7 separate regions of the Mus musculus genome follow, and all the other regions are linked to region 5. The links are chromatin contacts, called in public Hi-C, HiCAR-type, capture Hi-C and promoter capture Hi-C maps. All regions are on one chromosome and are shown on one strand. Each heading gives the region's core, a stretch centred on a gene start, on an enhancer-like site or on the middle of the called end of the contact. The rest is flanking DNA. Distances are from core to core; before and after follow the strand shown. Region 1 holds the start of Tapbp (TAP binding protein). Region 2 holds the start of Marchf2 (membrane associated ring-CH-type finger 2). Region 3 holds the start of Kank3 (KN motif and ankyrin repeat domains 3). Region 4 holds the start of Hnrnpm (heterogeneous nuclear ribonucleoprotein M). Region 5 holds the start of Zfp952 (zinc finger protein 952). Region 6 holds the start of Angptl4 (angiopoietin-like 4). Region 7 holds the start of Cd320 (CD320 antigen).

Region 1 (3,689 bases), core at 192-2,691, 930 kb after region 5:
TGGCCCCTATGAGGGTGGGGGCGCTGGGGCAGGGCTTGATGACCCCGGAGGACCCACCCCTTCCTCCTATGCCCTCACCCACCCTCCACGACCCCTCCTTCCATTGGATGTGCCGGGCAACCAGATCTTGGTTTTCCCATCCTCCTCTTCACAGGCTCCAGGCCAGCCACCAGGGAACACAGCTGAGCACGGGGCAGTGACCCTCGGGGGCACCTCTGCGGTGGGGCTGGGCATACCAAGTGGCTCTGGTGGGGCTCCTGGAGGGACAGGCAACAGCGACGGGAATAAGATCTTTCTGTGCCACTGTGGGAAGGCTTTCTCACATAAGAGCATGCGGGACCGGCACGTGAATATGCATCTCAACCTGCGACCCTTTGACTGCCCCGTGTGCAACAAAAAGTTCAAGATGAAACACCACCTGACCGAGCACATGAAGACACACACGGGCCTCAAGCCGTACGAATGCAGTGTCTGCGCCAAGAAGTTCATGTGGCGGGACAGTTTCATGCGTCACCGGGGACACTGTGAGCGTCGGCACCGGATGGGTGTGGGTGGGGTCGGATCTGGACCGGGTCCTGGACCTGGACCCGGGACACCTTCTGGGCCAGCATTGCAACCCAAGAGGGAGTCTTCCACAGTGGGTGGGGGCAGTGGCGATGAGGCAAATTCGGCCACGCCCCCGTCCCATAGGCGTGTCTGGTCCCCACCCAGCGTGCACAAAGTGGAGATGGATTTCAGTGGGGGTGGAGGTGCAGCACACTGAAGAGCAGGCAATTGGGGAGCTTAGTCTAAGAGCAATGGCTCCCGGGGTTTCCCCCACCAAACAGTCTTCCCTTACCTCGGTGGACTTGTATATATTCTAGAGAAGGGCGTGGGTTGCACCGTCGCCAGCCCGTTCCATTCCTCAGCCCCTTCCTCGAGATCTCTGGAACTAAGCTGTGTTTTTGCTTTTCCCCTGAGCACACCAGAGCCCCACCTTCACGGAGTAGTGCCAACAAGGTGGGGGAATGGAAAAGGGACCTTTTGAGCATCCTAGAGTCACAGAGCCAACAGTCAGGTTGTGCTAGTTTGTGCCTGAAGTCTGTGTTTGTGTTGTGGGACAAGGCCTTTGAGTCTTAACGATTGTCCTTTCTCCTCTTGAAGGATACGCCCCTTATTTCTGTACTACCCCACCCTTGCCATGGGGATCCCAAATTGGGTTGTCATGAAAGTGGGTGGACACAAGGTGGGAGCCGCGTAGTATAGGTCTTAATTTTTAACGGTGATTAAAATATTTATTGGTCACTTCACTTGGCTTCCCAACACCCCTCTGTTTGCTGGGACCTGGCACAGGTCTGGGAACGCGGGAGTGTGGTTTTAAGGGAGGTGGCGCGGAGAGGGCACAGCAGGAGGGCGGAGTCTAGGCTGATAAAGGGCTCAAAGTTGGCGCAGTCCGGTGAGCCAAGGGGGTGGGTGCAGGGCGAGGAGTGGCTGGAGAGCTACAGACAGGGTTTCGGCAACTCTGTTTGGCCCCTGTGGGCGGCGTTCCTCCAACGCGCAGTCACGCCCTCACCTGACCAGATCGGGGAATTTCCAGTTCCTCACCCCAGCCTTAGAAGGAAAATGAAAGTGAAAGGGGAAGAAAAGACTTGGTAGGAGAGATCGTAGCACCATGAAGCCTCTGCTCCTGCTCGTCGCTGTGGCACTGGGTGAGCAGACCCCATTTCTTCTTGTTTAGGAATAGACACACTGGGAAGGAGAGGGAGGAGGTCCCATGGCGGGTCTGAAGGGGCGGGCCGGTCGCCGGTCGCCGGACATCCTATGGCCCTCTGGTCACCGGAGCCCCTCTCCCCAGGCCTAGCGACCGTCGTCTCCGTCGTCTCGGCTGGACCAGAGGCGATCGAGTGCTGGTTCGTGGAGGATGCAGGTGGGGGTGGCCTGTCTAAGAAACCTGCCACACTGCTACTGCGCCATGGACCCAGGGGACCGCCGCCCCGGCCAGATCTTGACCCAAAGCTATACTTCAAGGTGGATGGTGAGTCTTCGGGACTTACCTGCATCTGTCGCCTCCTCTTAGCTCACGCAGGGACGCTGGGCCTCAGTTTTCCCTTTTGTAAATACGTTTGGATGCTCTCTAAGTCGTTCACTACTTTGCTAGTTTGTGCCTTCCGGCCTGTGTGTAGTCAGCACATTTCCAGTCCGGGCTACCGTTACACCCTTTTCGGTTCTGCAGACCCGGCGGGAATGCTCCTGGCCGCCTTCAGGCGGTACCCCGCAGGCGCCTCCGCCCCACACTGCGAGATGAGCCGCTTCATCCCGTTCCCTGCCTCGGCGAAGTGGGCTAGAAGTCTGAGTCCGGAGCAGAACTGCCCGCGGGCCCTGGACGGGGATTGGCTGCTGGTCAGCGTATCCAGCACTCTCTTCAGCCTCTCCAGCCTGCTGCGACCACAGCCGGAGCCTCTGCGGGAGCCTGTCGTCATCACCATGGCAACAGGTAGCCGCCGAGAGGCGCGCGAGATGGATGGGTAGTTTTTAAGGATCTAGATGGGCCAGTTCGGCGACTCGCCAAGAGGTTTGAATGGGTCATTTCTTCAACTGGGGATCAGTATATATTCTTTTGTTAAGGGAAGGGAGTTGGTTAGATTTTATCTTCACCCTTCATTGTAGGCTGAGAGTAAAATTGAAACCTACTGTGGTTTGGGGGCGGGACTTTGCAGAGGCGGTCATGGTGTCGGTTTCCAGATCCCAGAGTTTGAGAAACTCATAAGGTTAGGCGTCCCGAAACCCAAATTTTTTCTGCACCCATCCTAGGTTTCAAAAATCACACTTTGAGTCTCTTCAAAGCGCACTAGAGACTAGGGACAGTCAGCCCAGCAAGGAACCTCTTGCCAAGGCTCTCGGCCACGGTCTTTAGTGCCTCAACAGTGGCCTCTAGTGGGCAGAACGGTGGCTTGTGCACAGGTGCGGTTCTGCCGCTTGAGTTCCCAGAGATCCACCCACCACTTTGCTGTGCTGGACAGGGGAAGGGGCACTCTATGGGGTAGATCTGTCTTGAATGTCCTGAATGTTTGCTTTTCTCTCTGGACACCACCTAACAGGTAGATAGAATCGTCATTGGCTTTCCCCATTTCTGGTGCTTTTATGCAAATATTCTCACCGAACTCAGTCCTTTGCCTTCATCATTTGAAGTCTCCAAATGGGGACAGTCTGAAACTCCACTGGCACCTCTACTCTTAGCTCCACCCTGTGCAGGCCCTTTGTGGGGACAGTAGTTCTCTTGAAACCACCTGCCCTCACACTGCTGGTCTTCATGTGGGATGGTGTTGGCTACCTTTTGCCCTATGGGTCGTTTTTTTCCAACTGTAAGAAGTAGGATCTATTTTGCCAGCTACTTTTATTTGTGGCATTGAAGCAAGGCCCTGTGCAGCTATGTGCTGGTCCAATAAATGTTATTAGCACCAAGAAAAAGTTAGGACCCTGAGGTCCCCAGATCGACCTCCAGATAACTAGCAAAGAACCTACTGAAAGCTTGGGCTTGGGAATCACAGTGTATGGGGTGGCCCTGCGTGCTCAGTGACGGGTGATCAGATGTCGACTCACCGTGCTTCTCAGATCTGTCAAAGATAATCCCATGTGGCTTCTGCAGGGCAGGTGTGTGTGCCTCAGTGACTGTATTAGTTATTTGCAGAGTTAGTTTTGTATGTGTGTGT
Region 2 (3,924 bases), core at 869-3,368, 730 kb after region 5:
GGCTATGTGATTCTGGTTGTACCCAAACCTGCAGCAGGCATCCTGCCTCATTTGCCTCATTCTCCTGAGAGCCTGGGCTGACTATAGACATGTGCCACCAAGAACAGCTTCCAGAGATTTCCTTCTTTCTCTCTTTTACTCTTTCTTTCTTTGTGTTTAAAGTCTGGTAAGATGGTTCCGTGGGAAAAGGTACATGCCACCACCAACTCTGATGACTTGAGTTTAATCCTCAGAACCCAACCAGTAGGAGGAACTAACTCCCAAAGCTGTCTTCTGAGCGCTACATATGCTACCATGGGTGAGGGCTCACAAACTCACACATACACAAAACCAAACAAATGGATAAATGTTAAAAACACAATTGTGGGCTAGAGAAATGGGCCAGCAGTTAAGACTATTTACTGCCCTTGCAGAGACCCAGGTTTGGTTCCCAGTACCCATGTGGTAGCTCACAACTGCCTGTGACTCCAGTTCTGGGGAATCCAGCACTTTCTTCTGACCTCTGAGGGCTCTTACATAATACACATAAATTCACAGAGGCACACATACATTTAAAAAAAAAATGGTATGGTGGCACACAAGCTTAGTCCCAGCACCTGGAAGGCAGAGGCAATCCAATCTCTAAGTCAGCCTGTTCTCCGTAAGGAGTTCCAGGACAGCCAAGGCTACAGAGTAAGACCTCAAAAATAAAAGAACTAAACAATACCAAAGTTACACTAAATAACCCAGCGGAACCTTGAAGTCTTCCTGCCTCAGCCTCCAGAGCACCTGACCTAACAGGCCTGTACCACCATGCTCCATGCCCTAGGCACTTTATTCTGCCTCTGTCACTGATACTGTATGTCTTGATTCAAGTTAATTTGCTTTTCTGGGCCTCATCCATCTCTTTCTTACTTTAGGGTGTGTGTGTGTGTGTGTGTGTGTGTGTGTTGTTTTTCTTGGCAGTACTGAGATAAAACAAGGGCCTAGTGCATGCTAGGCAAGTACTGAGCTAGACCCCCAGTCCAGAAACTAAGTTCTAATCCCAGAAGCTCTACTTCCTATTTGCTGTATGGCCTTGGGCAACAGCTTTAACTTCCCTGAACTTCAATTTACTCATTTAGATGAAAGGAATTACTTTTAATACTTCTACCTAGTATGTTTCCCACTAACCACATTAATTCTGACTACAGAGTTTTTTTAAAAGTGTTTTCCCCAGGCATGGTGGCGCACACCTTTAATCCTGGCACTCGGGAGGCAGAGGCAGGCGGATTTCTGAGTTCGAGGCTAGCCTGGTCTACAAAGTGAGTTCCAGGACAGCCAGGGCTATACAGAGAAACCCTGTCTCGAAAAACAAAACAAAACAAAAAAAGTGTTTTCAATTATATTTATTTTGCTTGTATTTTTGCATATGTATGTGGTGTATATTCATGCAAGGGTGTGTCTATGGAGTCCAAATGACAACTTTCTGTTGTCAGTTTTTCTTTCACCATATGAGACCTCAAGACTGAACTCAGACAACAAGCACCTTGACCAGCTGAGCTATCTTGGCAGTCCCTGACTACTGTTTGAAAAACAACATTTTCAGTACAGTGCACTGAGTAGCTTTTTGTGAAGCGCCCCAACTCTTTATAATGTTAATAATCACCCAAACAGAACCGTTATGAAGAGGGTTTCAGAGTGACATTAGTCACTTATTGACCTCCTACTGTATGCCAGGCGCTTTTCTCATCAGCCATTTCCTAAATCATGTTGGCTCCGAGATGACCCACTTTTCCTAGATGGGGAAACCGAGGCTCACAGAGGTTTCTCCTGCGTGGCGAGGCTCGGAGACCTCTCACCAACCTTGAAATGATAATTGAGGTGCCTGCGTCCTGAGCAGGGCTAAGTAAGGCCAAGGGTAGCGCCCTATCTGTCCCGCTCGAGTACTCAGCCGGAGGCTCGAACCCGGAACCTGGGAAACCTGCCTACATACTCGGGTCAGGCCCATTCGCTGTTCCGTGCCTACCTGTTCCGCGGCCGGGCCGGGCGACCGCGCAGGCCCCTCGGTTCTCCCTGGCCCGGGTCCCGGCCCGGCCCGGCCCGTCAGCAGCGGCTTGCTCCGGCTCCGGCGAGCACCTGCGTCCGGGCACCGCCCGCCGAGCAGACAGCACGGCGAACCAATGAAGACTGCCTCTGAGTATCATCTGCCAATCAGCATACACGCCCCGCCCAAGAAGGTGGGGCCTTCAAAATACGGGACGTCCTGGGCGGTCCAGGCCCCGCGGCGCCGCAGCTTCTGACTCCGCCCCTGCTGCGTTCTGGCTCCACCCCCAAAATGGACCCCGCCTCATCCCAGCTCCTCCCCCATCCCAATCTCTGGCTGTAGACTTGCTGCCAGAGCCTGGAGCAGAACAAAGGCGAGCTTAAGTAAACAACTTCACACTTGCCAAATAACTTCTTTCCGCCTTCTTCTCCGCTCCCCCCGGCCCCCGTTTGTTTGTTTGTTTGTTTGTTTGTTTGTTTGTTTGTTGTGTTTTTTAAAGACAGTTTTAATGTAGATCAGGCTAACCTCGTACTCACTCTGTAGCCAAGGATAACCTCTCTGATCCTCTGGCCTCCACCTTCCCAGTTCTATCGGGAGCTAGAATGGAATGAAGTTTTTCTTCCGTGCTAGGCACAAACAGTGTGAACTGAGCTACATTTTTATCACACTTACCAATCCTAGGGTGGCTATGATCACATTTTGCAGAAGGAAATCCGCCCAAAGGGGTTAGAGTTCTGTGGAGGAAACTAAAGCCATCATCATTTACTCATCAATTATTCAAGCAAGACATACATTCAAAAAATGGAGCAACAGATGGTAGAAAGAGCTGTTGAGATAGATCAGCGGGCAAGAGCTCTTGCATGGCAAACATGAGGATCTGAGTTAAAATCCCCAGCATCCACATAAAAGAGCTGAATAGGGCCTCGAACTCCTGTAACCTCAGTGCTGTAGATGGTGTAAACAGGAAGATGGCTGGGGTTTGCTGTCTGCCAATCTAGCACTGGTTTCAGTGAGAGAACACTTAGCAGTACTTGCCTAGCATACACAAAGCCCTGGGCTTGGTCATACATGCCTATAATCCCAGCACCCAGGAAGTTCAAGGTCACCCTCAACTACACAGAAAGCAAGGCCAACCATATGAAGGAAAACCAAAAAGATCAAAATTCTGTAGGAAGCATTATTATGGTCCAGGCATGTGCAAGACCCTGGGGACACATTAACTAATATAAATATTGTGAGACAAACATTAGCGGTTTTTAATCATTGTGTTTGCTTATTTGTTAGAGACAGGTCTTACTGTGTAGCCCAGGTCCTGCCTCACCCTCACAAGCGTAAGATTATAGGCATATGCCACCACAGCCCCACGTTATTAGTATGAATTATTATTCTTACAATGCCTGTGATGGAGCCAGCAGCCTGATACATTAGGTAGGTGCTCCACCACTGAGCCACACCTTAAGCTTCATGGTGGTGGTGGTGGTTATGGTGATGCTGATTTGGTTTGGTTTGGGTTGGGTTTTTGATAGAGGGTTTCCTAAAGCCCAGTGTGGCTTTGAAGTGGATATACAGACAAGGATGACCTGGAAATCCCGCTTCCAAGTTCTAAGTGTGGGCATGCCTGGCATGAGTCACCACGCCCGGCTTTAGTAACATTTTTTTTAATTTGCCCACAGAATATGAACATATAAGAAACAATGTAGAATCACTTTTGTTCAGTTCCAACAGCAACAGTAAAAAGAAGTTTAAAAAGTTAGATGTGCTGGCACAGGCCTTGAAGACCAGCCGTCAGAGACAGAAACAGGCAAATCTCTATGAATTGTAGATTCTGTGAGGTAGGCCAGCCTACTTGACACAGCCATAGTGAGACCTCCTGTCAGCAGAAAAAGAAAAAAAAAAAGCATAAAACTCAGAAATTATAA
Region 3 (4,298 bases), core at 1,137-3,636, 820 kb after region 5:
CTCTCTCTCAGCCCTCTCTCCCATAACCCCGGGGCTACAGGGTGTTGTCCTGGGGCCCTGGTCGGGGCTGCCCCTTGTCTACCACCCGTAGAGTGGGGTCAGTGGCTTAGATGCCCATCTGGGGCCCAGTGGAAAGCGTCTGGCAGTCCTCCCGCGTCTGCCTGCCCAGAGCAAAGGAGGAACTCTGGCCGGACGTGGGCTATCCTCCCTTCCCCGCTTCACCTACCCCTTTTAGTTCCCACAAAAACTAAAACAAACTAAAAACCCAACCCCTTGCCCAAAACTGGGAACAAACAAACCTCCCTGGTATCCCGCCAACTTATTTCTTGCTGACATATCTAGTTCAAGGTCCCAGTGAGGGAGTTTTATACTTCTTATCTTTGCCTGGAGTATCCTCCTTTTAAGTGTCACCTTGAAAGCTGCCTTCCACAACGTTTCCCCTAAACCCTAAATTCTCCATTCAGTACAGATGAGGGTCTTGCATCTCTTTTTCAGAGTACTCATTACTCCTTCACAGAACCTTGGCTTGAACAAGGCGCAGAGATCTCAGTGATTCCCTTGCCTGACACAAAATCAGCTAGTTATGTTAGGAGGAAAAAACAAACAAGCAAATTGTAGTAGCTTTTGATCAGATCATAACTCCAAATGGGTTAAAGTTAAATGTTTAAATGTACTTTTTTTTTTTTTTTTTTTTCGAGACAGGGTTTCTCTGTGTAGCCCTGGTTGTCCTGGAACTCACTCTGTAGACCAGGCTGGCCTCGAACTCAGAAATCCACCTGCCTCTGCTTTTTTTGTTGTTGTTGTTAAATGTACTTTTAAAACTTTTTTTTTTTTCTTTCTTCTAGACAGAGTTTCTCTGTATAGCTCAGGCTGTCCTGGAACTCAGAAATCCACCTGCCTCTGCTTTTTCTGTTGTTGTTGTTGTTAAATGTACTTTTAAAACTTTTTTTTTTTCTTTCTTCTAGACAGGGTTTCTCTGTATAGCACTGGCTGTCCTGGAACTCACTCTGTGGTCCAGGCTGGTCTCAAACTCAGAAATCTGCCTGTCTCTGCCTCCCAAGTGCTGGGATTAAAGGTGTGCACCACCACTGCCCAGCTAAAAAGTTTTATTGATATATGGTATGTATGTGCATAGGTTGATGTATATAGCACACTATGGAGATCTGAAGACAACTTGTAGGAGTTGGGTCTTTCTTTGCATTACATGGTCCTAGGGATGAAACACAGATCGTCAAGTTTGGCAGCAAGAACCTTTACATGCTAAGTCATCTCACTGACCTTCACAAATGTAATTTTAATTTATTTCTGTGACAATTTTTTGATCTATAATCTCAGTATGTTTATAAGTACACCTGTATGTGTCTATTATATTTACATTATTTTCATCTGTCTATCTGTCTCTGTCTGTCTGTCTTCCTACCTATCTATTGTGATAGGTGCGCTAGACAAGTTCTGTACCATTGAGTTAGATATCTCCAGTAGAGCAGACATTTATTAAGTAACTAGTGTATGCCTGAGGCAGTGGATAAAAAGTTTCCTGATCCTAAAATGTCTAGTAGGGGTGATGATAGTAACCTTGCCTTTCTACTAATGAAAATTGCTATTTAGTTAATAAACCATTGCTATGGCAATGATAATGACTAGGGAAAGGCTGTGCTAAGGATTCTGTTTGTTTTTTGTTTTGTTTTCTTGTGGCACATAGATTTCAGGGGCACATAGATTGAACACTTAGAAATATAGGAAAGTATCACATATAGATAATATTTCTTTTTTTTTTTTTTTTTTTTTAAAGATTTATTTATTTATTATATGTAAGTACACTGTAGCTGTCTTCAGACACTCCAGAAGAGGGCATCAGATCTTGTTACAGATGGTTGTGAGCCACCATGTGGTTGCTGGGATTTGAACTCCGGACCTTCGGAAGAGCAGTCGGGTGCTCTTACCCACTGAGCCATCTCACCAGCCCCCAGATAATATTTCTTAAAGTGGCACAATATATGCAAAGTTCCTGCGGTGGACAAGATCCAGGCTCTTACGACTTCAACAAGACAGTAGGAATTAAACTCGTTATATAAATCCCATTAGAATAGTTTGCTTAGATTTTTCCTGTAGCTCCCTACTGTCCTGTGAATGAAACCTCTTTTCTTACTCCTGAACCAGGCAGGATTTAGAGGTAGCTGGCTGAGCAGCATCCCACTGCCCTGCTCTGATCTTCTCAGATTCTACTGTAGGCCCGCCCTCAGGCGGGTCCCCACCCTGCCCCCGCCCAGATGGCTCACTCTGTCTTACAATTGGATAGTTCGGTTAGATTCGTGCTCTGGTTGGCTGAAAAAGCCGTCAGTTAGGGGTGAAAGCCTTGATAACCCGTGCGGAGCTTCGAGGGGGCGGGCTCGGGTGCGGTGCGGGCGCTGCCGGGGCTTCTCATTCAGGTAAAGTCAACCACGCGAGTCCTGGAGGGGAACAGTGGACCCAAGTGTCCGGGAGGGGTGTGATGCTTTTAGCCCCCTTCTATGGGTTCTGTGCGTTGCAACGGGGTGGGCGCCGTGTCCTGTAATGGTGACCATTTGGACATTGGGAGCCTCAGGTGGTTTAAAGCCGACCGGAGAGGGGGGACCCTAGATTATTAGGCAGATCGCCACCACATGGCCATCCAGGACCTAACCAGAGGAACTTGTGCGCATTTTAGTCTCCTAGATGCCTTAGGGGACCCTTCCCCAGAGTTGGCTTGAAGACCTGGGAATGGGTTTCTTGCAGTGGGGTGGAGTGGGCGGATGGTACGGAAACGGTGTTGGAGGGAGGAACGGATGTCCCCCACTCCCCGGACCTACTGACAATAGCAGCGGATGGAACCGCCCAGCGGTTTTTCCTGTAGGAAACTGCCCTGTCTTTTCTAAGCGGACTTGGTTCTGTATGTTTGGGGAGGTGTGTGTGTGTGTGTGTGTGTGTGATGATTCAAGGACCCCTTGTCCTGCCATCATCTAGCTCTTTCCCCCATCCTGCGTTTGAGAATCCTATCCCAACATGAAGGGCTCCCACCTAGAGCCTTATCAGTAAGACATAACTTCTTCAGGACCTCGGGTATGCATGCTCTGTGTCCTGTCCTTCAGGTTTCCTGATGACAGCTCTCCTGATCACAGCTCTCTAGACTGATCGCAGCTCTGTGTCCCGAAATAGTCCCAGGGCTGGGTGTGGGGGCGTGTGGCTTCAGCTCTGACAGCCTAATGAGGGGGTCTCAGGCAGGGGATCCGGATTTAACTTTGATAGCCAGGCAGTGTGGGAGATATGAGGGCAGCTACACGCCCTACTCCGGGAGGCATTGGCTTGTGTAGCAGTCTAATGTTGGCTTGCCCCACCACACTCCTTACTCCCAAGGCTGGAACTGACAGCTGTGAGCTGGGAGGGTGATATGTGGCCTGGGTTCCCTGCAGTTTCTAGGGGAGCAAAAGGGAATCTTTCCAAAAGCGCCTATTATCCTAGTTACCTGAGAGGTCCAGGTAGGATGATTAAAAGTTGAAGGCGCCGGGCGTGGTGGCGCATGCCTTTAATCCCAGCACAGGCAGAGGCAGGCAGATTTCTGAGTTCGAGGGCAGCCTGGTCTACAAAGTGAGTTCCAGGACAGCCAGGGCTATAAAGAGAAACGCTGTCTCGAAGAAAAAAAAAAAAAAAAGAAAAGAAAGTTGAAGGCCTGCCTGAGAGCTGCAGAGTGAGTTCAACGCCTGTTTAAACAATTGAGTAAAGGGGTCAGTGAGATGGATTGGCCAGTAAAGGTACTTGATCAGGGAATGACATCCTTGTTGCATCCCTGGGATTTACTCGTGTAAGGAGAGAACTGACTCTATAGAGCTGCCCTCTGCCCTCCACTCTCACCCCATGGCATCCTTGCACCCACCCACCCTTCCACCTCCTACATAAAATAAATAAAATGTAAAAAAAAAAAATTAAAAAGGGGTTAGTGGTGTAGCTTAAAACTCACCTAGCTTCTGTCAGTGGGGCTGAGGGCAAAAAAAAAAAAAAAAAAAAAAAAGCATTCATTTGGGCGTAGTGGTACATACCTGAAATCCTAGCATTCCAGAAGCAGAGACAGGGGAATCTCTTTTTAGAGGCCATCCTGATTAGCAAATTTCAGGCCAGCTAGCTCTCCATAGTGAGACCCTGTCTTAAATACATAAAATAAAACAAAAAGCAAACAGGGCAGCACTCAGCAGGGAGAGGCAGAACAAGTTCTTTGAGTTCAAGGCCAGCCTGGTCTAGATAACATAGGGAGAATTTTTCTCAAACACAAAACAGAACAAAACGAA
Region 4 (4,192 bases), core at 635-3,134, 690 kb after region 5:
TCAGAGGTAAGAGTGCTTGTCTAGCATCCTCAAGACCCCGAGTTCCCAAGAGGATGGAAGGGAAAGTTAAAAATGAGCACACTCCTAAGCTGAGCCTTTCTGGTAGTAAAGAGAGGCCTCTTTATCCTTTTAGTACTATGGGGTGAACCCCAGGACCTTGTGCATCTTGAGTAACTACTCTATTAATGGGCTATAATCTACACACTCATACACGACAGGCAAGTACTTATGTAGCTTAGGCAAATCTTGAGCCGAATCAGCTCTGGAACTCACGCAGCCTCTCCAGTGCTGAATAACACACAAGAACCAGTTAACCAATGGTGTTTTACTTCTCCCTAACTAAGATAAAAGATATGAAATTTCCTCCAGTAACAAAATAGCCATTACTTGGTAAATGCTTCACTAACAAGTGTTTTAAGTACTCTCAACTCCCAGAGTCCTAAAACTTCCCACCTTATACATTTGATGGAAAACAAAAATTCAGAGACATGGGCTGCTGATTTTAGAACCAAAATGTTTCTCCAGACCTCCTCAAGCTGATATATTAGTATATCAGTATGAGGAGAGTTTCACAGGAGCAGAATCTTATGGTTTCCTCCTTGAAGAAAACTTTTTAGGGCTCAGAAAGACCACCCTGTGGTCTGATATTAGGAATCGAATCTAGGGACTTTGGAGTGCCAGGTTATTGCTATGTTTTCATCCCTCTTTTTGAGAGTTAGGGTCTAGCTCAATTTCCCAATGACTAAATGGCAACCTAGACTGAACTCACTCTATATAGTCTGGCCACACTTTGCACTCTGGATCCTGCAGCTTCCCACTCCTCCCAAAAGGCTGGGACTCCTCAGGCCATGCTAGGACACTTATAATAACGAATCAAGGTCCCTAGACAGATCTCCAAGCAGGATTCCAAAAAAGGGATGATGACGTCTGTCTATTTTAATTTCTGAAACCCCGAAGTGGTGCCTCTACCCGAACACTTTAGGTCTGTTGCTAAGGATGAACACTGAGCAAGCAAAGACCATTTCTCCCATTGGTACCAACTGCACTTTAGGAAGTAGGACTATAAAGAGGGGAAAGAACTCCAGCCCAGGAGCCCGGGTCCGGGGCCATTCTAATGGAAGAAGCACTTCTTGCAGAATGAGGGTAACACCGGTGTCTCGGAACCCCGCAACAAGAGTCATGTCGACACCTTCCGGGTCGCGCCGCCGACCGTACACGTGACACCTCGCACGCGCAAGCCTCCCGCCCCTAACTTCTCAGATCTGAGAAACTGAGACAGAATACTTCCACTACTATGGATTGTATGCTGAAGGGTTGAAACTACACAGTCTTAATGGTTCAACCCTCGAGACCCCAGTGAGAGGTGCTGCGGGCCCTGATCTCCCGCAGCCCGCGCGCCATCACTGCTCTGAGAATAAAATACCAGGCCACAGGCCTGAGGCCTCGACGACGCGCTCAGACAGCCAGGAGGCTGAGGCAGCGGAGGCAAGCGCTGTCGGCAGGGGGCGATCCATTAGGCTCTCCTGGCTTCGTCGTCGTCACAGCCTTGGCCGCCCCCAACTCTCGGCAGGGAAAAGGCCTGCGCAGACGCCGCGCCGCCGTGGGAGAAGAGAAAGCGGCCCACAGACCTAACGGAGCTGCGAAGTAACCTGGCTGGAGTTAGAGAAGGATCAATTGCTGTTAGACTACTCACCCCTTCGGGCCCGGAGCTCCGTTGCCGCTCGGCACGCAGGGCGCGCCGCTCTCTTCCTCCATTTTGGGTTCTGTCGCCGCCACTTCGGCTGCCGCTTCGACCCCTGCCGCCATTTTCTCCGCGTCTGGGCTTTGTGTGAGGGAGCGGGCTCTGTCGAGCTGCGCCTGCGCGCTCACGTGACCCCGAACGACCAGTAACGCCTCCTTGTGCGGCGACCGGCTCCCGCTTCCTGCTCGCCTCGGGTCACGCCCCCTGGACGTCAGGCCACGCCTCCTCCAGTGGCAGGCCTCACTTCCCGATGTCCGCAGATACAGTTGGGTTGTGGGACAGGGGGAGAGATATGTGTCGCTCATTCGAACTTACAATACGAGCGCACATACGGACCTAGTCGGTCCAGCTTACTTTATATTTTTCCGTTTTGTTTTACTCATTAGCTTTCTTTTTTGAGGCAGGGTCTCACTATGTAGCCCTCCAGCCTCTCCCTACCTACCAAGTGCAGGAAATAAAGGCAAGCACCACCACGCCTGGCCTTTTCTTTCTTTTTCTTTTTTCAGCAACTTCATATATGTATATCATGTATTTTGCGCTTGCTTGGGGTTTTGCTGTTGTTGTTGAGACAGTTTCTAGCCAATACTGGCCTTGAATGTCTGAGCTGCCGCCTACACCTCTTGAGTGCTAGAATGATAGGCCAGAGGAACCAGGCTAATCAGTGCTAGGAATTGAACCCAGTGATTTGAACATGCTAGCAGTCTATCAACTTCAATCCCTGACCCTATACTGTTCTTTTATCATATTCACCTACCATTGCCCTTTTATTTCCCGCATTTCCACTGTACCTTCTTTCCAACAAGTTCCTCCATGTACCTCCTTGTCTTTGTTTTATGACCTACTGAGTTGGGTTTGCTTGCAAGAGCATAGATTAGGGGTTGATTTATTGGGGCAACTAAATAGGTGGCTACAACACTGAGGAAAATGACACCTCTTTCCTCCAGCATCTACTACCAATAGATCTTCAGGGAAGGGTGAAGCCTCCCAAGGCTCCCCCACCCCAACATGATGAGGTTCTATCTTGTGCAAGTAACCACAACTGCTTTGACAATGTCCGTGGCATGTCAAGGAGAGATCAGCTTTCCTTAAATGGAGAAAAAATATAAAAATTATGTTGGCAGGAATTATTTTTATTGGGGGGGGGATGGAGGGGGAATGATTGAATACAGGCTTTGAGCATGCCATGGCTGGCATGTGGGAATTGATTTTCTCTTTCCAGTAATCAAATTTAGGTTGTCAAACTTGGCAGCAAACATCTTTACCCACTAAGACAGAGCCAACCCTGCATGCAGAATTCTTGACAGGTTAATATCAAACTAAAACTCTCCATGTAATTCAAAGCATTAGAAGAGATGTATAACAGAAACCTCCCTCCCACCCTTTTCCGACTCCTCTTTTCCCCTTCTTTCCCCTCCCTCCCTCCTATTCTATCTCTCCTTACGGCACCACCCTGACACCATTTCCTGGGACCCTACATTCCAAAGTTATGATGAGAAATAGGTACCAAGCTTGGTAGGCCAGAAGAGTGAAGATGCTTGTGTGTTTTTACATAAATTTTTTTTTTATGGATATCAGTTCACCAGTCACCCAAGGCCTGATCACATCAGCTCTGTTCCTCAATCATATTGTTCCAGTCACGAAGTCTCCCAACCTGCTCTTCCTATGGGCCAGATTCCAGCCTCTGAGTCTTTACTTTCTGAAAAATTGACTTCCCCTTGAGTTTCCAGTCAGGGCAGCAAGATACTACCATGCATGAGCCTGTGTACTAGGCAAGAGATGGGTGCAGAAAACAACAGGGAAGACCAGACTGTACTGGACCCACTGGGATGATGAGACTGCTTTTCTGAGGCTCAATTTGCTCATCTGGAAGTAGGGTTAATGAAAGACTCCTGCCAGACAGTAGTAGTACACACCTTTAATTCCAGCACTTGGGGGTCAGAGTAGGTGGATCTCTGTGACTTTGAGGCCAGCCTAATTTACAGAGTAAGTTCCAGGACAGCCAGGGCTACACAGAGAAACCCTGTCTCAAAAACAAAAACAAAAAAAAACCCAGTAAGTAAGCAAAATGCTCTCCAGAAACCACCTTTTAGGGCTGTCCTGCGCATACAATGCAGGAAAATGCCAAGAGCCCTGGGCTGTTACATAATTCAGCATGCAACAAGAACTCAAAAGTGAGCTGGCCCGGCATGGTGGCACATACCTGTAATCTCAGTGCTCCAGAGGCAGGCACTAGAGGAGTACCACAAATTTGAGAATAGTCTATTTATATTATTCCAGGGCCAACTAAACAAAAGAGAATGAGGAGCAACTGAAGCTGTTATTACCACAGCCATATTCTACATCTCTCCTGAGTCTGCCAGAGGGTAGGGCACAAAGCTTAACACTGGGGCATCCCCAGCTCCTAAAGATGTAGAACTTCAGATAAAGGTCTTCATATGTTGAGCCTCTGTC
Region 5 (3,995 bases), core at 201-2,700:
CTGTTGTTTCACATGCTTCTTGCTTGTCTGATAACCAGTAAAGAATATATAAAAAAAAAAAAAAAAAAAGAAGTTGCCTGTTAAGGAAACTAAGGTACACACGCCATAAATCTATACACTGATTGCCTGTCATGACCTAACTGATTACATGCAGCTTGCCCACCCCTTTGCACCCTTATCATTTTGAGTTACAGGCCAAATGTCCAGGATTTCAAGGACATTGAAACTGGGTGGCCCCAGATAAGGCCCAGTCGCCAATGTGCATCACCTTCCTGACTGACTGCTCCCAGTCAGGGGCAGAGCCACAATGGAAACTCCTTTGTTCAACCCATTGTGTCAAAATATGAGTGGACGGGCTGGAGAGATGGCTCAGCGGTTAAGAGCACTGACTGCTCTTCTGAAGATCCTGAGTTCAATTCCCAGCAACCGCATGGTGGCTCACAACCATCCGTAAGGAGATCTGGCGCCCTCTTCTGGAATGTCTGAAGACAGCTACAATGTACTTACATGTAATAAATAAATCTTTAAAAAAAAATATGAGTGGACAATGCTACAGCCCACCCGGCTTCCCCCTGAACTTGTGGTTTCATCCTTTAATATGCTATACTATTTCCCTTCAGGTATGCAGTAGAGATCCCGAGCTGGCTACCTCTCTGTGTACTCAGAGAATAAAACTTTCATTTTAAGCTGCTGTCTTTGAAATCAATTTTCTTGGCTTCTCCCCGAACCTAACAGATCCACTGTGAAGCTCTTGGTCCAAAATCAGTGTTGATCTGGGAGGCTGAGACCATTTTACATTCCTGAATATAGAGGATTTCCTTGGGCAAAGAAACCTTTTTGGCTGACGTCCAAAGGCTGCTTTTCAGACCTGTTGAATCCTTTGTAGAAAACTTCGGGTGTGCAATTCCATTTTTCTCCAGACAATTTATAGTTGAATTCATTGTTGATATGTTTTAATTTTCTTGGCAGAAAACGGGTATATTGAAACACAAGGTTTGCGAAAGCTTTAGCTTAACCTCCCCAAATCTTGAGCTTGCATGTCAGGTCCTCTTTTTTTCCCTATGCCCCCAGATTGACATAGGGACTCTTCCTAAGGAAAAGTCTTGGGTTTTCTCCTTGGGGTACTGACACTAGAGGCTCCACTGTAAAGCTGTAGCATTAGTTCTTTAGGGGATAGGGTGTGTAGTTGGAAAACGCATGCACTAAGAATCCTGCTGAATGTTTCCTTAAATGCCACAAAACTTCAGGTTGCGCCAGGTTTGTTCTAGTGAAGAGCAAGCTAAAAGGGTCATGAGTGACAACTGTGATTTTAGCTGCAGCGGTACTCAGAAAGGCTGATTTCTTTTTAATTAAGCTCGTAGGAGGCAGGGGGAGTTATTCACCAATCAACGGCGCTGTTATTCCCCTGTCCAATAAGAAGCGCAGATAATCGAAGGGTTCCTCACTTGCTACCATCTTGAAGCCGGTGCAGCTGCGGGAAGAGTCGTGTCAACTCTTCTTCGGTTACTGTCACTTCTTCTAATTTCAGGCTCCTTGGAGAGGACACAGTATGCATCAAAAGCAGAGAATGGTGAGTGTGTCACGGGCTCCTGGCTTCGAGGATGGCAGATCTGTGACACTGCCAGGAGACCAGGGTCCAGTTCTGTCCCTTCACTACGAAACGGGTTTCATGCCAGTCCTTTCAGTGTGGGTCCATGCCTCGAACTTACACCTCTGCAGAATTTGCAGCGCTGGTAGATTGGTGATGCTGAACGCAAACTGCGTTTTGAACGACAGAGGGTGTGTGAGCGCTGTTGCGGGTCTTTCTGCCCTTGCACTTTCGTTTGCCCTGCTGTAGTTTTCCTCCGTGATCACGGTGTGTTTTTCTTTCGTTTTCTTTATTTTTTTCAGCTGTTGGGGGTCCCCCCAAAACAAAACACAAGCAGGCACAAGAGTCCAGCAAAGCAAGATCTTTATTTTAATTAAGCAGAAAAACCTGACCGGTCAGGGACAATAGCATAGACCCCGTCCCGGAAGGAAAATTGCACAGCATATTTCGGATGAGACCTCAGAGCAAAGGGGAGTGGAGTGAGTGGGCTGTAGCGTTGTCCAGCCGTATTTTGACATAAGGGGTTGGGCAAGGGAGTCGCCAATGTGATTTTGATGACTCCTGCGGCTTGTCACAGGAAAGGGGTAAAGGAATCATTGGTGATGAAGCCTCCCCTGGGCCACCTGGTTTCAAGGCTTTTTTCTCAGAATCTTGGTGGTCAGGCCTCATCCTGGACATTTGGTGAGTAACTCAAAATGATGAGGGGCAAAGGAGCTGGTTCCTGGGCCTGGGAACACGGACTCAGTTTGTTTCTGTCAGCAGGATAGTGAAGCTGTCCTTGAGATGCGTGGATTCAGACAACTGTCTCCTTACAGTAGGGCCAGTTGAACCCGAGGCTTTATTTATGTTAGGCAAAGGCTCCTTGTTGTGTAGAGGGCATTTTTCTCCATTGGAAATCTATTTCAACCTCGCTTTTGAGCTCTCTTTTGAATAATAATGCTGGTCAAAATAGTTAAAAGTGGAAATATGGAAAAATGGGGGGAAAGCCTGAGGGAAGGGATTCATGTAGCTGTAATTTGGTTTTCCTTGGTGGGTTTCTCCGAACAGAAAGAATTAGGAGAGTTCGTCAATTAGTCTTTAATTGGAATACAGTTCTTGGAAGAAATATTAAATCTTTGGTGTTTTTGCCTTCAACTACTTGTTCTATGTAGATAGTAATCTCTGACCATCAAGAAAGTCGGGGATGATCAGCCTGACACAAAGGCACCATTTATTTTTTTCCTTGAAATGGTTGAAACTGTTTTTGACTTTTCCTGCTGCCTGTGTATCTGCATGTAGAGTTCTCAGCTACCTCTCCAGCACTGTGTCTGCCTGCGTGCCACCATGCTGCCCACTCTAACAATGGACTAAAGCTCTGAAACTTCTTGCACGTGGCAGAGAGACACCGGCTACTTAAGAATGTTGCCGATCACTTCTCTGACTTTTGGGTAAGCCCAAGTTCAGAATGCTGCCTTGGAGGAAGTAATGAGACGGCTTATTCTGAGCTAAAAATGAGTGACATCTGCCCTGAAGCAACCCAAGTTTTTGTGGATAATGTGTCCCATCATTAAAGAGGTTCTACATACTTTTATAGCCAAACAAAGTCCTAAACTGAGATCCTTGACAAATGTCTTCCTGGGAGTTTAGATGGCAAAGCTCTGCAGAGCGAGAAGCTGTGCCTTATCCAGCTTTTATCTCAGATCATCCAGAGATCCGACGAGCAGTGCACGCACGAGATGCTTGCCTTCTATCAAGAGGGGGTGTTAGGTGACATCCAGAGTTTGAAAGCAAGTGGATATGCCTCGCTTGGCCTGCAATCCCAGACTTTAGGAGGCAGGGCTAGAAGATCAGGAGTTCAAGGTTATCTTCATCGACCCTAGGCTACTGAAGCCCCTCTCAAAAATCAAAACAACAACAACAAAAAAAATGTATTCTTAGTAAAAAACAACTTTGCTTCAAAGAAAACATTTTTTGAGTTTGAGTTTTGAGTGTAGTAACATTTTAAAAAATGATTCCTGTTAAGTGTGAATGATACTTTGTATTACCACCCGGCTAGGGTGTACTGTGAGGTCCAAGGACAATGCTCTGTGGTTATTTTTCTCCTTTCCACTTTGATGTCATTAGGCTTGCTTTGCAAATTCTCTTAAAAGTTGAGGCATCTGAGACCTCTCTCCTCTACTCCTTTTTTTTGGGGTCGGGGGTCGGGGATGTTGAGACAGGGTTTCTCTGAGTAGCTCTGGCTGACCTGGGACTTGTTCTGTAGACCAGGCTGGCATCAAACTTACAGAGATCTTCCTGCCTTTGCTTCCCAAGTGATGGTCTTAAAGACGTGCTACCTCTGCCTGGTTTTCTTGTGTGTGTGTTTTAAGAGAGGCAGGTTATTATGTATCAGTTTGTCTTAGAAGTAAGTATATAGTTGAAGGTGACC
Region 6 (4,127 bases), core at 383-2,882, 790 kb after region 5:
CATCCACAATCTAAGACCTAGAAATTGTGATCGAAACTGTTATGTATATATGTGTATGTGACTGGATGGAAGCATACAGGACAAAGGATCTGTATCTGTAAGATGTAAGAGGATGTGTCTAGTCTAGGAGCCGGGGTGGGGGTGTGCTTACTCTGGTTTTCCCTTTTATAGTTACATCAAGAGATGTTGGAGGGTTCCAAACCTCGGGAACGCACACACATCCACACACAGCCCTGGATTCCTTTGCATGATGTCCCTGAGCTACACCACCATCTCCCAGAACCCCTGAAACTTTAGCTCCTTATGATCTGCCTTCCTCTACTTGTTCTGGTTAACGGCTAATAAGATTTTGGGAAGATTCTTGCTGGGAAAGAATGGTGGGGTGGTCTGGCCAAGCAGGATCATAAGTGAAGAGGGTGCAATATATAAAAATACCCTTGATGAGAGCCTAGTGAGCCCACAGGAACCCAAGGCCAGAATCTCTTTCTTTCCTATTAAGGTGGACCTGACAAGAAGGCTAAGGATTGGAATGGCAAGTGGGGTGGTTGGGGAGTTGCCAGATGACAGCAAAGACCAGAGATACTCACTGTGTAAGTGGGTGGCGTTGGGAGTCAAGCCAATGAGCTGGGTCATCTTGGGAAGCCTCTTTCCCCTCGAAGTCTTGTCTACTCCATTGTCTAGGTGCGTGGGGGCCAAGAGGTCTATCTAAGACCGGGCAGGAAACGGGTGGTTAGATCTTTTGACTCATGCCATAACAACTGCTTAGCCACATTTCATCACTACATTTCACCCCCACTTTGTTTCCTCTTTCCCATTTGGGCCAATTGCTGGGGTAATTACCTGGCTCTGAAGATTCTGTATTCTCAGATTCTGCTTTGATAGGTATCTCTGCTGCTGGGCCACCTTCTGGAACAATTGCTGGATCTTGCTGTTTTGAGCCTTGAGCTGAGTCTGAAGATATGCAAGGCTAGTGAAGACCTGGCTTTATGTCGGCAACCTCCTCTTATTCACCCTCCCTTCTACCCTTTCACAGTCTGCTCTGAGGCCCTTCTCCACCCAGGTCCTGGAGTACTAGACTCGTTAGTCTAAGTAGAGTCAGAGTCCTAGTAGATGCGCCTACCTGCAAACTCTGCAGAGTCTCAGGAGTCTGGCCTTCAGGGACTCTATCCTCGGAGTCTTTGAAGGGTGCATCTTTTCCCTTGGGCCCCTGACAAGCGTTACCACAGGCAGCCATGCGGCGCTCCAGCGCGCCCAGCTGCCCACGGGTGCGCTCCACGTGTTCGCGCAGCCCATGGCCGAGCTGTAGCAGCCCGTGAGCCAGCAAGTTCATCTCGTCCCAGGATGCAAAGCGCGGTGGCTCTGGCTGTGCAGGGCGCCCTTGCGCGCTCAAAAGCCCCGCAGTAGCCGCGCATAGCACCAGGGCAGCGCCTGCTGTCGGAGCGCAGCGCATGATTCTGGGGGTGGCCTTGGGTGCAGCAACGCTAGGACTCCGGAACGCAGGAGTTCAAGACCCAGCAGCTGGAGTTCTGGGGGAGCCGGCTCAGACTTAGACTTGCTCTGGTGCAGAAGAAGATCTGGAGCCCGTAGCTCATAAGCGTTTCACGGTTGCACCTAAAGCCCCACTTTATAAAGCGGGTGTGGGAGTGGGAGGGAGAGCATTGGAGGCGGGGCCCGGGGGCGGAGCGAGTGGCCAAGTTTTAGGGTGCAATGCCACAGGCTTTGTAGTTACGAGTGTGTGTGTGTGGCGTGTGTGTGTGTGTGTGTGTGTGTGTGTGTGTGTGTGTGTATGAAGAGTTCTTGGGGATGGCTGCTTCGCCTTCCTTGCGACCTAATAAGCGACGTGACTGTCTGTGCACTGCATGGTTCATCCTAAGGCCGGAAATTCCCAGCCCTAGCCCGCATCCCAGCCCGGTTCAATGGAGGAAAGGGCGTACAAATCAGGACGTAGATGCCTTCTTTTTTTTTTTTCCCCTTCCCGCTACGTGGATGCCTTCTTGACTGACCCCTTCTCAAGTCAAAAGCAAAGTAGGGCAGAGTTACGTGGCAGAAAGTTCTCTCCCTGGTAGGCTGAGTTCAGATGGCAAGTGGGGGATTACAGAACCTTGCTCTCTGCCTCTTAGAGGCTTCCTGAGATCTTTAATCCACAGACCAGGCGGAACCCCTGCCCCCACTCTCACTTCCACCACCTTTCTGGCTCCCACGCTCTTTCCAGCTCAAGCATTCGTCATTGCAGATGTGTTTGTGAGGATCACTAACACCCTTGTTCAATTAGTCACCTCTTCCTGGCCAAATAGTCAATAGCTGGGATTTCTGTCTACATTGTAGAGATTGCAACCCTAGGCTTCCTCCTGTTGCCTGTCCTCCACCACCAGGGGTCTTGGTGTCCAGGAATTTACCTGCGTTAAAGGAGGATCAGTGTCTGAGGACAGACCTGTCATCCCAGCTCTTGGGGCATGGAGCAGAAGAGTGTGGAATTCATCTTGAGCTACACAAGTGAGTTTAAGAGAGCCTGGGCTACTCTGAGCCAGGTCTCCAAACAACAACAGCAACAACAAAACTGGTGGCACGCACCTGTAAACCCATCACGCAGGACACAGGGGAATAGTACAAGCTACAAGCTAGCCTGCTCTACATAGTAAGTTACAGACCAGTCAACGCTGAAACAGCAAGACCTTGTTTCAAAACAAAACAAAAACAATTCATAGTTATGCATACTTTAACTCCCAGCACTGCAGAGCAAGAAGCAATTGGAGGAAGCTCTGTGAGTTTGAGGTCAGCCTGGTCTACATAGTGAAGTTCCAGGCCATCCAGGAAGAAGACCTTGTCACAAAACAACAACAACAACAACTAAAAAAGCCAGGAGGAACTGGAAATCTATCTTACCAGTTAAGAGCATTTACATCTTTTGCAGGGGATCTAAGTCCAACAGCTCACAGTCACCTATAATTCCAGCTCCAGGAGCTATGGTGACTTTGACCTCCTCAGGCACTCACACACATGCACACAATTTAAAACAGTCATTTAAACATTTAAAAAGCAGGCTGGAGAGATGGTTCAGCAGTTAAGAGTACTGACTGCTCTTCCAAAGGTCCTGAGTTAATTCCCAGCAACCACATGGTGGCTTACAACCATCTGTAATAGGATCTGATACCCTCTTCCGGTGTGTCTGAAGACAGCTACAATGTACTCATATAAATAAAATAAATACATCTTTTTTAAAAAAAATTTAAAAAGCAAACAATCTAGAGAACATCAGCAAAGATTTCCCTTCCACACCCATCCATTCATTCACTCATTCCATACAGCCTAGATCCTGTACTGAGTTTTTTAGTTTGTGTATAAATCCTACCTTTGAGCAGGGGAGAGGGACAAGGCAGAGACAAAAGAGGACTGGGGTGGGGCAGACAGCTTTCCTTGTTTATGCTGCCTGGTTAAGTTTTTATTCAACAAGTTTGCATTGGTGTTCCTTTTTCTGACAGTTCCCCTGAAGCCTGGCACAGAAAACCTGTCTGACAAGAAGACCCTTAGGGCAAATTGACTGAAAAACCCCCAAGTTGAGTCAGCAGGGCTGGGAGCCAGCAGCAAACCTCTGGAATCTGAAACTGCATGCCTCAAGGCTGACATGCAGGCCACTGCTTGTACACTTGACCAGCTGGGCCTTTTGCCAGGCTGATCCCAGCAGCAGTGACAGGCAGACAGGAAGAGTAGGCAGAAAACCCTCAACAAGGGATGAATTCATACATCCACCATCTGTTCTCTCCAAACATCAGCCTTTGGGCACAGCTCATAGCCATTCCATGCTAGTCCATGTGCCATCTCCTTGTCCAAGTCTTCTTGCCTCCAGAGAAAAACCACCAAGATGGGTGTGGTGGTGCATGCCTGTCATCTTAGCACTTAGAGGATAGTAGCAAGAAGGTCCACCTGTAAGAGAAACAAAATAGGGCTGGTGAGATGGCTCAGCAGGCAAGAGCACTGACTGCTCTTCCAAAGGTCCTGAGTTCAAATCCCAGTAACTACATGGTGGCTCACAACCACCCGTAACAAAATCTGATGCCCTCTTCTGGTGCGTCTAAAGACAGCTACACAATGTACTTATGTATAATAATAAATAAATTAAAACAAAACAA
Region 7 (4,254 bases), core at 776-3,275, 850 kb after region 5:
ATTTTGCTGAGACATTAGCCACACCTTGGCCTCCTGCACTCTTGCTGTCTCTGATTATCATGGAGTTATTAACTTTAACAGGGAGGACATTCCTTGAAGGAGGAATGTAATATACATAGTTATACAAACAAGCCTTAAGCTCTGCACTCATGGAGGCCTATGCCTGATGGCCGTGTCCCAGGGGCAGGTAGCACCCTACCAAGATCCTGATCCTCAAAAGTAGGATGATCTGGGGGGTGGGTATGGGGGACCTTTGGGATAGCATTGAAAATGTAAACGAGGAAAATACCTAATTTAAAAAAAAAATGGGAATGGGTGGGGGGAGGGGGGGACTTTTGGGATAGCATTGGAAATGTAATTGAGGAAAATACATAATAAAAAAAAAAAAAGAGGAAAAAAAAATGTAGGATGATCCCCACCCTCCCCTGGGCTGTCTTACTTACCTCTGTCTGCATCCCTCTCTGCCTGAATACCATTGCCTTCTCCAGAAATTGGTGAGGCTTACACAGTACACTCCAAAAGTAGTCATAACCTCTAACATTTACGGTGGTAGAGAGGCCATCCATCCACAAGCAGCACCATTTGTGTGAAAGTCTGGACTTCTATGTAGCCTTCTGGTCTACATTCTGGGAAACTTAGCCATTTGAAGGTTAGTGACTTGCCTTCCAGCCTTGTTGGGAGGTAGTGTCATAGATTCTTTTTTTTTTTTTTTTTTTTTTTTTCTTTTTGGTTTTTCGAGACAGGGTTTCTCTGTGTAGCCCTGCTGTCCTGGAACTCACTTTGTAGACCAGGCTGGCCTTGAACTCAGAAATCCACCTGCCTCTGCCTCCCGAGTGCTGGGATTAAAGGCATGCGCCTCCACGCCCGGCCAGTGTCGTGGAATCTTAAGGTAGAGCTATGGAAAACGTAATGTGAAGAATAAAACACTAAGCTGGTACATGACTATATCCCCAATACTTCGGAGGCCAAAGCAAGAGAGAGGATCACTAGTTTCAGGCCAGCTTGGGTTACCTCAGACCAGCAGAAACCACAACATCACTAGCCACATTGGATAAGCTGACTCAATGCATTCAACTGTGGAAGTGGGATGAGAAAACCCAAGGCTGCCAATCTGTATCAATTACAATTAATACAATTGTAGTATCAATCTACCAGGCCCATGTTAGAATAAATGTTTCTCAAGTGTGTGAGAACTAGAAGTTAATGAGGTTGGGATGGGAACCAAGGAGATGGTCAGTCCAGGTTCGAAGCCAGTAACTGTTCACTCATTTGATCATTCCATCATTCCCTCACTATTTTCGCCATTCATCAAAGGAAACCAACATCCTGGTTCGCCTGCAGCTGGCATTCTAGGGGGCAATCAAGACAATAAAGCTAAAATAAGTAAAATCCTTAGGTGGCACAAAGGAGGGACCTGCTGGGGAGTGTTCACAGGGTGTGGCTGCCATATTCATTGGGACCATTGGGCAGTGATATTTGCAGTAGGCTACATGTGAAGTTTAGGTCAAAATTGCTAAGTTCATTTATATCCCTAGAAGGTTTATTTTTATTTTTGGTTTTTTGAGACAGGGTTTCTCTTTGTAGCCCCCGGTGTCCTGGAACTTACTCGGTAGACCAGGCTGGCCTGGAACTCAGAAATCTGCCTGTCTTTGCCTCCCAAGTGCTGGGATTTAAGGCGTACACCACCACTGTTCAGCAGAAGTTTATTATTTCAAGTTAATGTGGTTATTTTCATGGAACTGGGGATTAAACCTAGAGCCTCCTGAATACTACTAGGCAAGTGCTCTACTACTGAACTACTCCCCGAATTCCTGTTTTTTATTCTGAGGTAGGGTCTCCTTTAATAGCCTAGGTTGGCTTTGTTCTTCCTCAGCCTGTAGAATATCTGGGAGTTACAGGCCTAGGTCACCAAACACATTAGGTTTTACTGCTAGGAAGAAGCCAGGAGGAGCCCTAAAATCAAAGTACCCTTGTATTCGGGTACTTACGGTCGCAGGCTTGCTTGCGCCACTCCCCCCTGCCTTTGTGTGCGCGTGCGCGAGAATCAGCGCGTCCTTCTGACTGAGCGGCTGCGGCTGGAGCGGAGCAGTTCGGCTAGCTGTTGGATGGCGCGGGGCGGAGCTGGGCGGGCAGTGGCCCTGGGCCTGGTGCTGCGGCTCCTCTTTGGTCTCAGAACAGGCCTAGAGGCCGCTCCGGCTCCGGCCCATACCCGGGTCCAAGTCTCCGGTGAGTGAACCCCCGTTTCTACACCGCTTTTGATCCCGCCTCCACGCGCTGGCATCGCCTCACTATTGGCTGCGCCGCCCATCGGTCGTTGACACTCCCCCAGCACGCGTGTTTGGCTTTAGCGTGGGTAGAGTGGAGAGAATCGGCCCTCTGTGCGTGCAGAGGGGACCGCCACATGGGTGCCTTCTCCTGTGTTCTGCTCAGCTTCCTCCCTTATTCCTGCGCTGTCCCTAAGTCACCTCCAAGCCGTCCTTCAGCTCAATGTGGGCTGGAAGGCTTTTGTTTCTGATTTTGACCTCTCACCACGCAGGGCTGGTCACCCGGTACCTTCTTGCAGCAGGTATGCCTTCCCGAAACCTTCAGCCCTGAGGCTGCAGTTCTGTGGCTGTTCTTTCAGCACCCAGAGCTTCAGTTTTTCCTTGTATTCCTGCCTCAGAGAATGGAAGGAAGAGCCCTGGAGTGTATTTCCCCTGTGAACCCCAATCTTGGCCAGGAACCTGTCCCGGGCAGGACGAGGAGGCCCGATTGTGACCACTGGCCACTACTGACCATCCACTCTGTATGAGAATAGGTCTTAACTGTTTCAAGGTTTTTTTGGTTTGTTTGTTTTTGTTTCTGTTTTTAGGTTTTTATTATGTTTTGATTTTTTTTTTTTTTTTCCAAACAGGGTCTCACTTTATAGCTCTGGCTGTCTGCAACTTGCTATATAGACTAGGCTGGGCTTGAACTCCTAGAGATCCACCTCCCAAGTACTGGGATTAAAGGCAGGCACTAGTTCCCCTTTTTTTGAGACAGGGACTTACTATATAACACAGGCTGGACTGCTGTTTTCAACTTGTGCCTTAGGCTCCCCAGCACAGGGATTATTAGGTATGGACCATTGTATTTGGCTGTTTATGGATCTGTACCCATAAACTACCCCTCCTCCCACTTTCGGCTGTTTTGTAGCTCCAAGCAGTCTTCTTGTTCCAGCATCCCAGGAGCTGGACTTACTATTGAGCAACATTAAGTCTGGCCTTAGTATTCCTCTTTTACAGATGAGGACATAGACTGGGAGGAGGAATCATGGGTCATCCTGACTCCTGTCTGATTAATTGCCCCCAAGAGGTATAGGGTCTGCTCTGCTCTGGGCCCATTCCAAGAAAATACAGAGTCAGGAAGAGAAGGTCTGAGTTGGCAGGACTGTGAGTTGTTAGGCATGGAGAGGAGGCTATGCTGGGCAGGAAGGGGTGGTGGCCAGGGCTTGTATTCAGTTCTTCAGCTCTCTGGAGCTTCTGAACTGTGTGGTATGCAGGTATAATTGCGTTTGACTACAAGGAGAGGGAGGGAGGGGTCTTGGAGGCTCTGGCTCTGTGTGTGAGGTAGGAAGCTCTAAAGGCTCCCTCCTGTCTTTGTTCATTCCTTCCTGCTGGCCCAAGTACCAGGTCTCTTCACTGCCTGCCCCTCTTGATCAGCAAACAGCCCCGGCTTCCCTGGAAAGGCTTAGGTTTTATCTGGGTCAATGTGGACCCTCACATGACTTGTTCACACACTGTCAGGCACTAGACATGGCCATGAGGCCACGTCCCTGACTTTCACTGAGAGTGTTCAGTCAATAGGAATATGGATGTTACTAGTTAGGGACTGTTGTTTGTGGGAGGCAGAGCTTCCTGGGGAACATGAGACACTGCCCAAGATATAAACTAAGATCTGAAAGCTGAAGAAGAATCACACCTATAGAGTGGAAGGACAAGGTGGGCTGTGGCTGGGGTATATAGCTCAATGGTAGAATGTTTGCTTGATGTGCAAAACGGTCTAGACTCCTCTTCCTCTGAATACAGAGTGGAAGAAGGGCCCTTGGGTTGTGGAAGGCACGTGCAAAGGCCCTGTGATGAAAGCGAGTCAAGTCTCTTAGATAAACTACGAGGAGGAGGCCAGGATAGAGGGGTTTGATGGAGAAGGGAAGGATTTAGCCTTGGATGTGAGAGGACCTGGGTCCCGTGGGATAGTGGGTGATCAGAGTAGATAAGAGTGTGATATTCTGGCCTG

What was found. Promoter capture Hi-C pulls out the DNA fragments that hold promoters and counts their contacts. A called contact is a pair of places that touch in the nucleus more often than the background predicts. HiCAR-type assays count read pairs that join an accessible place to other places. Capture Hi-C pulls out chosen DNA fragments and counts their contacts.
Region 1: a contact with region 5 is called in a Hi-C map of B cells, with 9 read pairs. The contact joins the promoter of Tapbp here to the promoter of Zfp952 in region 5. A contact is called at or near these places in 3 of 39 promoter capture datasets (cranial neural crest, embryonic stem cells and pre-B cells), 2 of 484 Hi-C or Micro-C datasets (B cells and embryonic stem cells) and 2 of 115 datasets of contacts at active chromatin or transcription factors (embryonic stem cells and stem cell-derived neural progenitor cells).
Region 2: a contact with region 5 is called in a promoter capture Hi-C map of second pharyngeal arch cranial neural crest. The contact joins the promoter of Marchf2 here to the promoter of Zfp952 in region 5. A contact is called at or near these places in 12 of 39 promoter capture datasets (the 3T3-L1 cell line, the HPC-7 cell line, cranial neural crest and 8 more) and 1 of 115 datasets of contacts at active chromatin or transcription factors (large pre-B cells).
Region 3: a contact with region 5 is called in a capture Hi-C map of embryonic stem cells, with 3 times the contacts expected there. The contact joins the promoter of Kank3 here to the promoter of Zfp952 in region 5. A contact is called at or near these places in 5 of 39 promoter capture datasets (embryonic stem cells, hippocampal neurons, pre-B cells and 2 more), 1 of 15 datasets of contacts at CTCF or cohesin (pro-B cells), 6 of 115 datasets of contacts at active chromatin or transcription factors (the 230-238 cell line, embryonic limb bud, embryonic stem cells and 2 more) and 1 of 9 other capture datasets (embryonic stem cells).
Region 4: a contact with region 5 is called in a promoter capture Hi-C map of the SN4741 cell line, with 4 times the contacts expected there. The contact joins the promoter of Hnrnpm here to the promoter of Zfp952 in region 5. A contact is called at or near these places in 10 of 39 promoter capture datasets (the 3T3-L1 cell line, 3T3-L1-derived adipocytes, the C10 cell line and 5 more), 1 of 484 Hi-C or Micro-C datasets (B cells) and 4 of 115 datasets of contacts at active chromatin or transcription factors (T-cell acute lymphoblastic leukemia, embryonic forebrain, large pre-B cells and 1 more).
Region 6: a promoter capture Hi-C map of embryonic stem cells shows a contact between it and region 5, with 3 times the contacts expected there. The contact joins the promoter of Angptl4 here to the promoter of Zfp952 in region 5. A contact is called at or near these places in 6 of 39 promoter capture datasets (cranial neural crest, embryonic stem cells, hippocampal neurons and 3 more) and 4 of 115 datasets of contacts at active chromatin or transcription factors (the 230-238 cell line, astrocytes, large pre-B cells and 1 more).
Region 7: a HiCAR-type map of astrocytes shows a contact between it and region 5, with 3 times the contacts expected there. The contact joins the promoter of Cd320 here to the promoter of Zfp952 in region 5. A contact is called at or near these places in 5 of 39 promoter capture datasets (the C10 cell line, cranial neural crest, hippocampal neurons and 1 more) and 2 of 115 datasets of contacts at active chromatin or transcription factors (astrocytes and pro-B cells).

What each region holds. Positions count from the first base shown.
Region 1 is chr17:33,918,037-33,921,725 of GRCm38.p6, forward strand. It overlaps Tapbp (TAP binding protein), which reads left to right and starts at 1,442. Exons shown (of 8, transcript NM_009318.2): 1 at 1,442-1,688; 2 at 1,835-2,014; 3 at 2,213-2,473. The coding sequence starts at 1,652. It overlaps Zbtb22 (zinc finger and BTB domain containing 22), which reads left to right. Exons shown (of 2, transcript NM_020625.3): 2 at 1-1,289. The coding sequence ends at 763. It overlaps Gm19412 (predicted gene, 19412), which reads right to left and starts at 2,460. Exons shown (of 2, transcript NR_168019.1): 1 at 2,034-2,460; 2 at 1,253-1,590.
Region 2 is chr17:33,716,559-33,720,482 of GRCm38.p6, forward strand. It overlaps Marchf2 (membrane associated ring-CH-type finger 2), which reads right to left and starts at 2,119. Exons shown (of 5, transcript NM_001252480.1): 1 at 1,988-2,119.
Region 3 is chr17:33,808,137-33,812,434 of GRCm38.p6, forward strand. It overlaps Kank3 (KN motif and ankyrin repeat domains 3), which reads left to right and starts at 2,387. Exons shown (of 11, transcript NM_030697.3): 1 at 2,387-2,429.
Region 4 is chr17:33,683,574-33,687,765 of GRCm38.p6, forward strand. It overlaps Hnrnpm (heterogeneous nuclear ribonucleoprotein M), which reads right to left and starts at 1,885. Exons shown (of 16, transcript NM_029804.3): 1 at 1,694-1,885. The coding sequence starts at 1,806. It also overlaps a transcript of Marchf2 not described here.
Region 5 is chr17:32,991,689-32,995,683 of GRCm38.p6, forward strand. It overlaps Zfp952 (zinc finger protein 952), which reads left to right and starts at 1,451. Exons shown (of 4, transcript NM_001045559.1): 1 at 1,451-1,570. The coding sequence starts at 1,550.
Region 6 is chr17:33,779,943-33,784,069 of GRCm38.p6, forward strand. It overlaps Angptl4 (angiopoietin-like 4), which reads right to left and starts at 1,633. Exons shown (of 7, transcript NM_020581.2): 1 at 1,121-1,633; 2 at 841-951; 3 at 588-705. The coding sequence starts at 1,450.
Region 7 is chr17:33,841,066-33,845,319 of GRCm38.p6, forward strand. It overlaps Cd320 (CD320 antigen), which reads left to right and starts at 2,026. Exons shown (of 5, transcript NM_019421.3): 1 at 2,026-2,226. The coding sequence starts at 2,106.